Regions from separate parts of the Sus scrofa genome. Here region 2 is linked to region 1. The links are chromatin contacts, called in public Hi-C maps. All regions are on one chromosome and are shown on one strand. The core of a region is the stretch at or near the end of the contact, and the rest is flanking DNA. Distances in the headings are between cores, read along the strand shown. Region 1 overlaps RBL1 (retinoblastoma-like protein 1). Region 2 holds the start of RPN2 (ribophorin II).

Region 1 (5,738 bases), core at 2,503-5,002:
GTCTGGAACCAGACTCACAATATCTCTGAGGTATTCCTACACTGTTTTTTGAATTTCCATATTTTATAAATTTACTATCCTCTTTGTTAGGACTTATTTCCTTATCTGAGTTTTACAAATGAGTGCATTGAGCAAAAATTGTTTACTGATTAAAACCATCTCCTTTAGAGCTCCAAACAAAACAATATTATTGTTTCATAGCAGAAATATAAAATAAGAATATCATAACCTAGAATTACTTTTTTGTGGCTTTCTTCTTCTAACATATTCCTGTGGATAGGAAGAAAGGAAGCGGGGACAGAAAGAAAGGAAGAAAAAAGAGGGAGAAGGGGGAGGGAGGGAGAGAGGAAGGAAGGGAGAATTGACAACTTTTCTAGAACACATGCACTTAGTTTCTAAAATTAAAAACTCTTGCTTGTACATTCAGGTATTGCAAATGATGCTGGAGAGATCACACTGATACCAATTTCCGTGAATACAACTCAGGAGTCCAAAGTCGAGAGTCCTATATCACTTACAGCTCAGTCATTAATTGGTGCTTCTCCAAAACAGACCCATTTGACTAAAGCACAAGAGGTACATCCGATTGGAATAAGCAAGCCAAAGAGAACTGGGTCCTTAGCGCTGTTTTATAGAAAGGTATGTGTTTTTTAGCTTCTAAAAAGATCTCATTTAATCAGTGCAAGAAAGATTGAGTAACGGAGGGTGGTTTTGGCCTTTTTGTGTGTGTGGTAAAGTACACAAAATAAAATATATTACATTAACCATTTAATATAAGTGTCATTAGTACATTCGTATTGTTGGGCAGCTTTCACCACCATCCATAGCCAGAACTTTTTCATCTTCTTAACCTGAAACTCTGCACCATTAAACAATAACTCCTCATTTCTTCCCTTCACCCCCCAGTAGCTATCATTGTACTTTCTGTCTCTATGAATTTGGCTACTCTTGGTGCCACATATAAATGGAATCATAAAGTATTTGTCCTTTTATGACAGGCTTATTTCTCTTAAACATATGTCTTCAAGATTCATCTATGCTGTAGTGTGTGTCTGAATTTCCTTCTTTTAAGGTTGAATAATGTTTCATTATATGTATATAATGTGTTTTGTTTATCCATTCATCTGTAGATTGACATTTGGGCTGTTTCTACCTTTTGGTTGTTGTGATTGCATGATGTTACTATGAACATTGGTGTACGGATATCTATTCAAGTCTCTGAATTCTTCTGTGTACATACAGAAATGGAATACTAATTTTTTTTTTTTCTTTTGTCTTTGTAGGCCTGCACACACAGAATATGGAGGTTCCCAGGCTAGGGGTCCAATTGGAGTTATAGCTGCCAGCTTATGCCCCAGCCACAGCAACGCCAGATCCGAGCCTTGTCTTCAACTCATGGCACCACCGGATCCCTAACCCACTGAGTGAGGCCAGAGACCGAACCCACAACCTCATGGTTACTAGTCGGGTTCTTTAACCACTGAGCCATGACAGGAACTCCATGGAACAGTAATTTTAAATTTAAGTTTTAAGAAACTACCATACCATTTGCTGCACCATTTATATTCTTGCCAGCAATGTCCAAGGGTTGTAAGTTCCTTGCATACTTGGCAACACTTTTTGTTTGTTTGTTTTTTGATAATAATCATCCTAATGAGTGTTAAGTGGTATATCTCACTATATTTTTGATTTGCATTTCCTGGATGATTAGCGATGTTGAACATTTTTCATGTGCTTATTGGCCATCAGTATATCTCCCCCAGAGAAATGTCAAGTCCTTAGCCTGTTTTTTGAGTTTTTCATTGTTGAGTTATAGTCCTGTATATGTTCTGGATATTCATCTCTTATCAGATATATGATTTGCAAGTATTTTCTCCCATTCCTTGGTTTTCTTTTTTACCATGTTGTACATAGCATCCTTTGATGTGCAGAAATTTTTAATTTTGAAGTTTAATTTATCTGTTTCATTTTGTTGTCTTGTTGTTTTAGCGTCATGTCCAAGAAATCATTGCACATTCCAATGTCATGAAGCTTTTCTCCTCTGTTTCTTGTAGGATTTTTTAGTTTTAGCAATCTACATTTAGGACTTTAATCCATTTTGAGTTAATTTTTATATATGGTATAATGTAAGGACCCAATTTTGTCCTTTACATGTGGATATCCAGTTTTCTCAACACCACTTTGTTGACAAGACTGCTTTTCCTCCTTGAATGGTCTTGGCACCCTTGACAAAAGTCATTCATCACCATATATGGGAAGGTTTATTTCTAGGCTCTCTATTCTATTCATTGGTTTCTTCATGCCAGTACTGTACAGTTTTGATTACTGTGACTTTATAGTAAGTTTTGAAATCAGAAAATGTGAGGCCTCCAATTTTGTTCTTTTTCAAGATTGTTTTGGCTATTCAGAGTCCCTTGACATTCCATAGGAGTTTTAGGATGGATTTTTTTTTTCTATTTCTGCAGAAAAAATCATTGGGATTTTGATAGGAAATATATCAAATCTATAATTCCTCTGAATAGTGTTGATATGTTAACAATATTAAGTCTTTCAGTCTAAAATGTGGACTGTCTTTCCATTTATTTGTGTTTTCTTTCATTTCTTTCAGCGTTTCAGTTTTCAGTGTACAAATTTTTGCCTTCTTAGTTAAATTTATTCCCAAGTATTTTATTTTTCATGATATTGTCAATGGAGTCATTTTCTTAATTTCATTTTTGGATTGTCTATTGTTCTTGTTTGTTTCATTTTGTTTTATGGCCGAACCCATGGCATATGGAAGTTTTCAGGCCAGGGACTGAGTCTAAGCCACAGCTGTGATGTATGCCACAGCTGTGGCAATACCAGATCCTTTAACCCACTCAGTTGGGCTGGGGATTAAACCTGAGCTTCTGGAGTAACCCGAGCTGCTGCAGTCAGATTCAGTTCCTGCACTACAGCAGGAACACCTAGATTATCCATTGTTAATGGTATAGGAATAAAAGCAATTTTGTGTGTGTTGATTTTATATCCCACAACTTTGCTTGATTCATTTGGTATTTCTGCCATTTTTTATGGACTCCAGGGTTTTTTGGTTTTCCACACAGAGATAATTTTACTACTTTTCTAATGTGAATGCCTTTTATTTCTTTTTCTTGCCTAATTGCTCTGACTAGAACTTCCAGTAGTATGTTGAATAGCAATGCTAAAATTGAGCTTGCTTGTCTTACTCCTGATTTAAGAGGAAAAGCTTAAATTGTTTCACATTGAGTATGATGTTAGCTATGGATTTTTCACATATGATATTTATTATGTTGAACTAGTTTCTATTCCTGGTTTGTTTTTATAATAAAAGGATATTGAACTTTGTCAAATGCTTTTTTTTTTTCTGCATCAGTTCTGAGATGACTATATTTTTTTCTTTATTCTGTTAATTTAGTTACACTGGTTGATTTTCATATGTTAAACTATCCTTTCATTCCAGGAATAAATCTTACTTGGTCATGATGTATGATCTTTTTAACGTATACTGTTATACTCGGTTGCTAGGTTTTTTTAATATTTTGTGGAGGAATATCATCAATATTCATAACAGATATTGGTCTGTAGTTATAGTGTCTTTATCTAGCTTTGGTATCAGGTAGTATACCTTTAGCCTTTTTTAAAAAACATGTTTGACCTCTTCTTAAAAGAACATTATGATCTTGATGAGCTGTGTTTGGACTGACTCATAGGGCTTGATTCCATGTCCTGATGTAACTTATGTTTCCTGCCAGCTTGTTTCACATAACTTCAAGTAAGCAGTTGGCCATCTGCTGGAATTTACAGGAACTCCTTTGTGTTATATTGCTTTGGATTGGAGTTTTTGTGGGACTGGTACATCCTAGACCTTATAGACAAGTTTAAATTACTGAAGATTCATTAAGATTGGTGGGGATATTGTGGGGAGTCTACATAATTTTTATCATAAATCCAGTATCTTTTTAAGATTTGACCAGTTCTCATGATAATCCCTAAATTATTTTAGGTTTTTGTTTTTGTTTTGTTTTGTTTTGTTGGTTGTTTGGGGTTTTTTTGGCTGTGCCTATGACATGCAGAAATTCACAGACCATGGATCAAACCCAAGCCACAGCAGTGATAATGCCAAACCCTTAACTGTTAGGCTACCAGGGAGCTACTAGATTATTTTAGTATTAATGCAACGATCTAAAAGGAATGGTTTCAACTTATCCTCCTTATCTTTTACAAGTACTATAAACTTTCTGATAAGACAAGTGTTATTCAGATATTTGTAACCAAACATGATACTTCTCTAAAATAAATCCAGGGAGTTTCCGTCGTGGCGCAGTGGTTAACGAATCCGACTAGGAACCATGAGGTTGCGGGTTTGGTCCCTGCCCTTGCTCAGTGGGTTAATGATCCGGCGTTGCCGTGAGCTGTGGTGTAGGTTGCAGACGCGGCTCGGATCCCGCGTTGCTGTGGCTCTGGCGTAGGCCGGTGGCTACAGCTCCGATTCAACCCCTAGCCTGGGAACCTCCATATGCCGCGGGAGCGGCCCAAGAAATAGCAAAAAGACAAAAAAAAATAAATAAATAAAATAAAATAAATCCAGAATTGGAAGACCCCTCTCCAGTCTATCCCATAACTAGTGGCTATCTAACCTATACTTGAAAATTGTAAATGAAAAAGGAGGTATTTTTTTTTCTAGTATTGTGATTAAGGTTTAAGATTTAAAATTTTAAAGAAATTTATTTTTTTGTTTTTTTTTTCAAATTATCTCGATGCAAATTTAAGTGTATCTCTGCTAGTCTTTCTTATAATAATTCTTGAGACACTTACTCTTTTTTCTCCCTCCCACTGCCTTCTCTACTATGTCCCACCATTCCGATTCTTACCCACCTTTTATGCCTAAGGCCTGTTTCAAAAACAGAGTCCCAAAGGTGGTATTTTCCCCACTCATTCCTTATTTTTAATTTTCAAAATGACAAATTGCTGCCTTTGGTAATGAATCTAAGACTGACAAAAATAAGGCATTTATGAATTTTTAAATTCTGAATTTTAAATTTCAGAATCTAGCTTGTCCTTTACCTTCCATTTAATTATAGCCTACTTGATATAGATTAAAAGCTAGAAAAATTTTATCCTAAAAGGGAATTTAAATGTCCATATATATAATGAATTCAAAATAACCATTTCTTAAGTAAATTGCAGCTGTTATCCATGCTGAACTCAGTGTGATGCTGGTGTCCAATGCCTGAATAGAATTTACTGTGATTTTGCTAGAATCAGAAGTCTTCCAGAATATGTCTCTTTAAGGCCTTAACTTTGGATTACTTTATAAGATACTTAAGAAATATTACTCAATTACATATTACTTTTAATCTTTCTAGTTAGGACTCACTGAATCTGTTATCTTCTACTGTCATGAATATAAAGTTCCGTCATGTTTCCTATTTCCCTGACTCCAAGGGTTCCTGTTTATCTCTTAGCCAGCTAGACCAGAAACAAAGGGATGGGATGAAGAAAGTGAGTTTGTTATAGAATGAATCACTGGCAGCTTTAGAGTCAACCCTTATCTCTCTATCAGATTAGTGTATTGAATAGCTAAAATTCATTTTTAAGCTTTAATTTGTGAAATTTTTTTCCCTGTCAAAAGATATGTGGCTGTGAAGAATGCCTTACTCTTTTTCATTTTTTTTGCCCTGACCATTTACATTTGAAGACTTAGTTCAAATAGTATAGTCTGGTTTAGAAATACCACA
Region 2 (5,371 bases), core at 590-3,089, 100 kb before region 1:
TATTTGAAGGGAAACTATCCCAAGATGAAAAGCAAAGGCAAGAGTTCCCTGGTGGCTCAGCAAGTTAAGGATGCAGCATTGTCACTTCTATGGCTTGGGTCGCTGCTCTCATGGGGGTTTGATCCCTGGGCCAGGAACTTCTGCATGCCACAGATGTCGCCAAGAGAAAAAAACCAAGCGCAAAGACCCTGAATCAGGAACATGGATGGTGCTTTTTTGCATTAGCAAGGAGGATAATACAACTGGAGAGGAGAAGCAAGGGGTGGGAAGTAGGGACATGGTGACAGACATAGCAGAGGCCAAATCTGGAGGGCCTTATAGGGTCTTTGGCTTTTATAAAGATGGAAGCCACTGGAAAATCTTGATCAGAGAAGTGATTTGGCTTGCATTTTAACAGGAACTTTGTGTTGAGAGTAGAAAACACTGTGCTGCGACTACAGCAGAGCAAGGACAGAAAAAGGGATACCAGTTGGGAGACTACGGCTATAATCTAAGAAAAAGAGTGGTGGTCTAAGCCAGGATGGCAGCAGTAGAGATGGTAATTAGTGGCCGGAGTCTGGTTGGAATTCAAAGTTAAAGCCGGAATTGCTAGTGGGTAGAAAGATGTAGAAGAGGAATCTATGACACCAATGCTGACTCCCCAGTGCCTTGAATACATGCATGTACTTCATCTATTAAGACCTAGTGAGTGACTATGAGTAACATTTTCCCAGCTAGGCTGTAAATTACTATAACACAGTATTTGCGCCAGAATCCTTTTCTTCCCACCCCGTGTTAATCCTAACAACTGTGGGGGCTAAAATTTGAGCACTTAACATGTGTCCCGTATGCCCATACTGTGCTGAGTATTTTGCACGGATTTAGTCATTAAATCCTCACACTATCTAAGTGAGTGCGATTTACAGACCAAGAAAGGGTCTCAAAAACAGTTATCTGCCCTAAGACTTGTAACTAGCTGAGAAACAAACTGCAGAAACTCTATTATCCTCAACTTCTCAATTTTGGAGAAGTTACTTCCCCTGTGTGGAATTCCATCTTTTCCACTTGTCAATAGTACACATTTCCCAAGTTGTGTGGCTGGACTACCTGAGATTCCATCCCGCACAGTGCCCACGCATTAGCTAGCAATATAGTTAGGTTTCCTGGCTGCTTACTTAGTGCCACGCACTGTTCTACGCTATGTAGAAAGACTATCTCATTCATTACACACAGGAATGCATGAGGCAGATAATGTGGCCAATCTATTTTACAAATGAGAAACTGAGATGCAGAGGAGTTAAGCAAACAGCGCAGCAGGGGAATACGTGGCAGACTAAGTTTGCAACTGGATACTCCAACTTCAGAACTCATGCTCTAAGCTCCTAAAAAGAGGTGAGTGATTGTCTTGCCCCTATCTTTAAAAAAACTACTGTCCAAAGAAAGAAGAATTAGCCAAAATCTCACTCTTAGGCCGCCTGGCCCGGATGCCCGCGCGAGTCAAATGAATGAGCAAAGCCAGACCCAGGGTTATCCGCGGCTGTGGTATCCGGCTGGGCCTCTGGGGGACCCGTAGACCCGCGCCGCACCCACCCCCACCGTCTCCTCCGCTCGCTGGCAGTTCCACCCGCTGGACAGCCCTCCGTCAGACCCCCGACCCCAAGAGACCCCAAGCCCATGCCCCTGTCCCACAGGGGAAGGGGGACCCGCCCGGCCGGCTCCCGAGTGGCAAGCACTAGCCTGCCGCGGGCGACGGCCCACTCGCCGAGGCGTGCGGTCCCCGGGACCCCGTTATCGAACCATGCGCAACGCCTCACCCGGCGGCGCCATTCCTCCGAGCAGGTCCCACTAGGGCCCGAGCCGCAGGCGGACTTCCGCTCGGGAAAGTGGCTCCAAGAGCGCGCCGGAGGGGACGCCCGGGACTCGCAACAGACTCCGCGTGCTGGGATGGGCTCTAAGCACAGGTCAGTCCACGCTGTCCCGCGGAACCGGGCCTCTCCTAGGAGCCGCGGCCAGAATGCCAGTCCTTCGGCGCACAGGGCACCGCGGTCTTCGCGTACAGGCCCGCTTCCCCCCTCGCTGTGGCCCACTTGGAACCGTCCGCTTCTCAACGCCCGATTCTGGGCACCACTGGCACGCGGTTGGACGCGGCGTCTGGGGTGGGCCCGAGACGGGGCCTGCTGTGATTGGCCGATTACACTGTCACTCAGGCGTCTGTCTGCAGCCCGGCGGATTTTAAAGGAATGGGAAGGGTTCGGTGGAGTAGGAAGAGTAGTATTCGAGGCTTTTGCTGGTAGTTTGTTTGTTCGTTTGCTTTTAATTAGAAAATTATGGCGATTTTCTCCAAAGGTTGTTTTGGTTTTTAATAACTGACCTATGAATGACGTTTTAATTGATTTGCAAAGCATTTGGGTGAGGAGCATACTAGCCCAAATTTTGCAGATGAATTAAGAGACTCAAAAATGGAAATGACTCATCCAAGAACTCTGTACTAACTCCAGTTTTTGATCGTTTGGGGCATAGCCCGCAGTGTACTAAGCACTCCATGTACTATTTCATCACCATTCTGTGAGGTATGTACAATTAGTATTCCCATTTTGCAGCGAAGGAAACAAAGATTTGAACCTATGCAGTCTGACTCCATAATCTGTGCTTTTAACTATTACGAACATTTATTCACAATGCAGTAACTATTATTAACATTAGTGTCCCAGATATTATTATCCCAAACAGGGGTGAGTCAGTTATTTCTATGTCTGGTACTGTGCTGTTGAATATGGTATACTAGCTATATGTTGATATTTAAATTTGAATTTAAGTTAATTAAAATTTAAAATTCTGTTCCTCAGTTATACTAACCACATTTCAAGCACGCAGTAGCCACATGGGGCTGGTGGAGATCATATTGGACAGCACAGAATTATAGAACATTTCCACCGTCACAGAAAGTTCCCTTGGGCAGTTCTGATCTAGAATACATAAAGTACTCTTCCAACTCAGTATGCGCGAAAGTCTCATATTGGCTTGAGAGTCAGTTGTTAAATTTATCAGAAATTTTGCAAATTGGTTGTTAAATACAGCTATTTAGAAAAGTTGAGGAGGAGTTCCCTTCGTGGCTCAGGGGAAATGACCCCAACTAGTATCCATGAGGATGCGGGTTTGATCCCTGGCTTTGATCAGTGGGTTAAGGTTCTGGTGTTGCCATGAGCTGTGGTGTAGGTCGCAGACGTGGATCGGATCTGGCATTGCTGTGACTGTGGTGCAGGCCAGCAGCTGCAGCTCCGACTCGATCCCTAGCCTAGGAACCTCCATATGCCAAGGGTGCGGCCCTAAAAGGCAAAATACATACATTCATACGTACAAATAAAGTTTAAAAATAAGGAAGATATTTTTAAGGAGTTCCCATCAGGGCTCAGTGGTCAATGAACCCGACTAGCATCCATGAGGACTCTGGTCCAATCCCTGGCCTCGTTCAGTGGGTTAAGGATCTGGAGTTGCCATGAGCTGTGGTGCAGGTTGCAGAAGCGGCTAGGATCCCAAGTTTCTGTGGCTCTGGTGTAGGCCAGTGACTGCAGCTCCAATTGGACCCCTAGCCTGGGAACCTCCATATACCACAGGTGTGGCCCTAAAAAAAAAGAAAAAAATATTTCTAAAAAGCTAAAACAAAGAATTAAAAAAACAGCCAAAGATCCTTGCCCTCATAGAGCTTACATTTTAGTAGAAGGAAATAAATGATAAACAATATCCATAAATAAGTGAATGATTTATTAGAAATTGTTGTGTGCTATTACAAAGACAAGAAGAAGGAAAAGCTAACAGGGTTTGAGAGAGGTGGGGTGGTATTCTACCTCGGTCTCTTTTTAACAGTGTCATAGCATCTCTTACCTATCTATTCATTCCCCATGAGGCTGACAGCATGCTAGGTATTAGGGATACAACTGTGACCATGTAGACAAGTTTCTTCTCTCATGAAGCTTGTAGTCTGATGGGAGACAGTAAATAAACACAAATGAACTTGATAATTGTAAATAATCGTTCAATACAATGAAAAAAAAAAACAAATAAATGTGGAATTGTGAAGGGAGAAGGTACTTAATCCAGACTGGTGATCTATAAATGCCTCTCTGAGAAGATGACATTTAAGTTTTCACTTGAGTGATGAGGCAGAAGCAGTCCTGAAAAAACTAAGTTTTTTAATCCCCTCTTCCTTCCTAGGATCTGTAGTCAGGAAGATGTAGTGATCCCTTGGGCTTCTGATAATGATTCAGGAAGTGTGGATTTGCAGCTGAGCAACCTAGAGGATATTAAAAAAGGCCCAAGTAGCCTTGAACTTATAGGTCAAAAGGGGAAAGGATAAAAAGGGAGGAGGGGGGAGGGGAAAAGGAATCTTTTTTCAGGCCAAGTTGCAGGGTGACTGGCCCTTGACTAGACTTTGACAATGAATTTGGTCCCTGACTTTAAGACTTTGGAATATGATTGGCAGAATGAGATAAGATATGTTATTATAGACATATAGGAAACTAAACTTAGTCCTGAGATGGATAGTCTCAAAGACTTGCACAGAGTCTAAGCTCTAGAAGGATTCTGAGAAGGGAAGGGAAGGGTAGGAGTGGGTAGAAGCTGGATTGGGCTACTAAATAACTATCTTTCATTTACAGCATTTATTGAGTACCAGTTACTGGGCATACAACAATGAGCAAGACCATCATGGTCCCTGCCCTCAGTATGATTTATGTTATACTACTGAAAAGGGCCAAAAAAGTTAATGGACAATAAATAAAGTAATTACAAGTTATAGTAAACACTACGAAAGAATTGGACAAGGGGCTGAGACAAAAAATAGGGGAGATGGGAACCTACTTTAAACCATGGTTGTCAGAGAACACCTCTCTGAGATGGTGCTGCTTAAAGCTAAAGAGGGCCTCAAGGACATAAAAAAGAAGTAAGGGGAAGAGCATTCCAGGTGGGTGGAACAGCATATGCATGAGATGGCAACTACATTCATTCATTTGACAAATATTATTGAAGCTCTGTTATGCTTTAAACACTGATCTAGCTGTAGAACAAACACCATGCACTTACAAACAAATGCTTGGAACTCAGCCTGAACTGAGTTCACAATGTGTGTGACTAGGGGTTGGGGAGGGGAGTAGGGAGCAAATACAGAGAGGTTAATAAGCAGCTAGGAAGGTACTTAGCCAAAATGGGCAAAGAGGGGATTCAGGAAAGGGATCCTGGAGCTGAGCCCTGATGGATGAACAGGAGTTAGCTAGACAGAGAGAGGCAAGGGAAGGTGGGGGAGAGGAAACAGGCTGAAGGAAAGCCTGTGCAAAGATCAGAGGTGAAGGAGAACATGGCTTCCAGTGGGTGGCAAGAGGCTATTCAGGAAACCAAG

What was found. Hi-C and Micro-C count contacts between places; a contact is called where the count stands out from the background.
Region 2: a Hi-C map of embryonic fibroblasts shows a contact between it and region 1, with 2.6 times the contacts expected there. The contact joins the promoter of RPN2 here to the enhancer-like site in region 1. A contact is called at or near these places in 3 of 47 Hi-C or Micro-C datasets (embryonic fibroblasts, epiblast stem cells and skeletal muscle) and 1 of 2 datasets of contacts at active chromatin or transcription factors (alveolar macrophages).

The regions. Positions count from the first base shown.
Region 1 is chr17:40,218,580-40,224,317 of Sscrofa11.1, reverse strand. It overlaps RBL1 (retinoblastoma-like protein 1), which reads left to right. Exons shown (of 22, transcript XM_021077346.1): 16 at 428-639. Among named protein-coding and RNA genes, the nearest start is that of SAMHD1, 50 kb to the right of the region's middle. Within about 2 kb of position 3,752, at least 4 of the 83 cell types and tissues checked have an H3K27ac peak or open chromatin away from gene starts, as enhancers often do. A contact at or near this core is called in embryonic fibroblasts and skeletal muscle, where this site is marked.
Region 2 is chr17:40,319,125-40,324,495 of Sscrofa11.1, reverse strand. It overlaps RPN2 (ribophorin II), which reads right to left and starts at 1,839. Exons shown (of 17, transcript NM_213941.1): 1 at 1,794-1,839. The coding sequence starts at 1,806.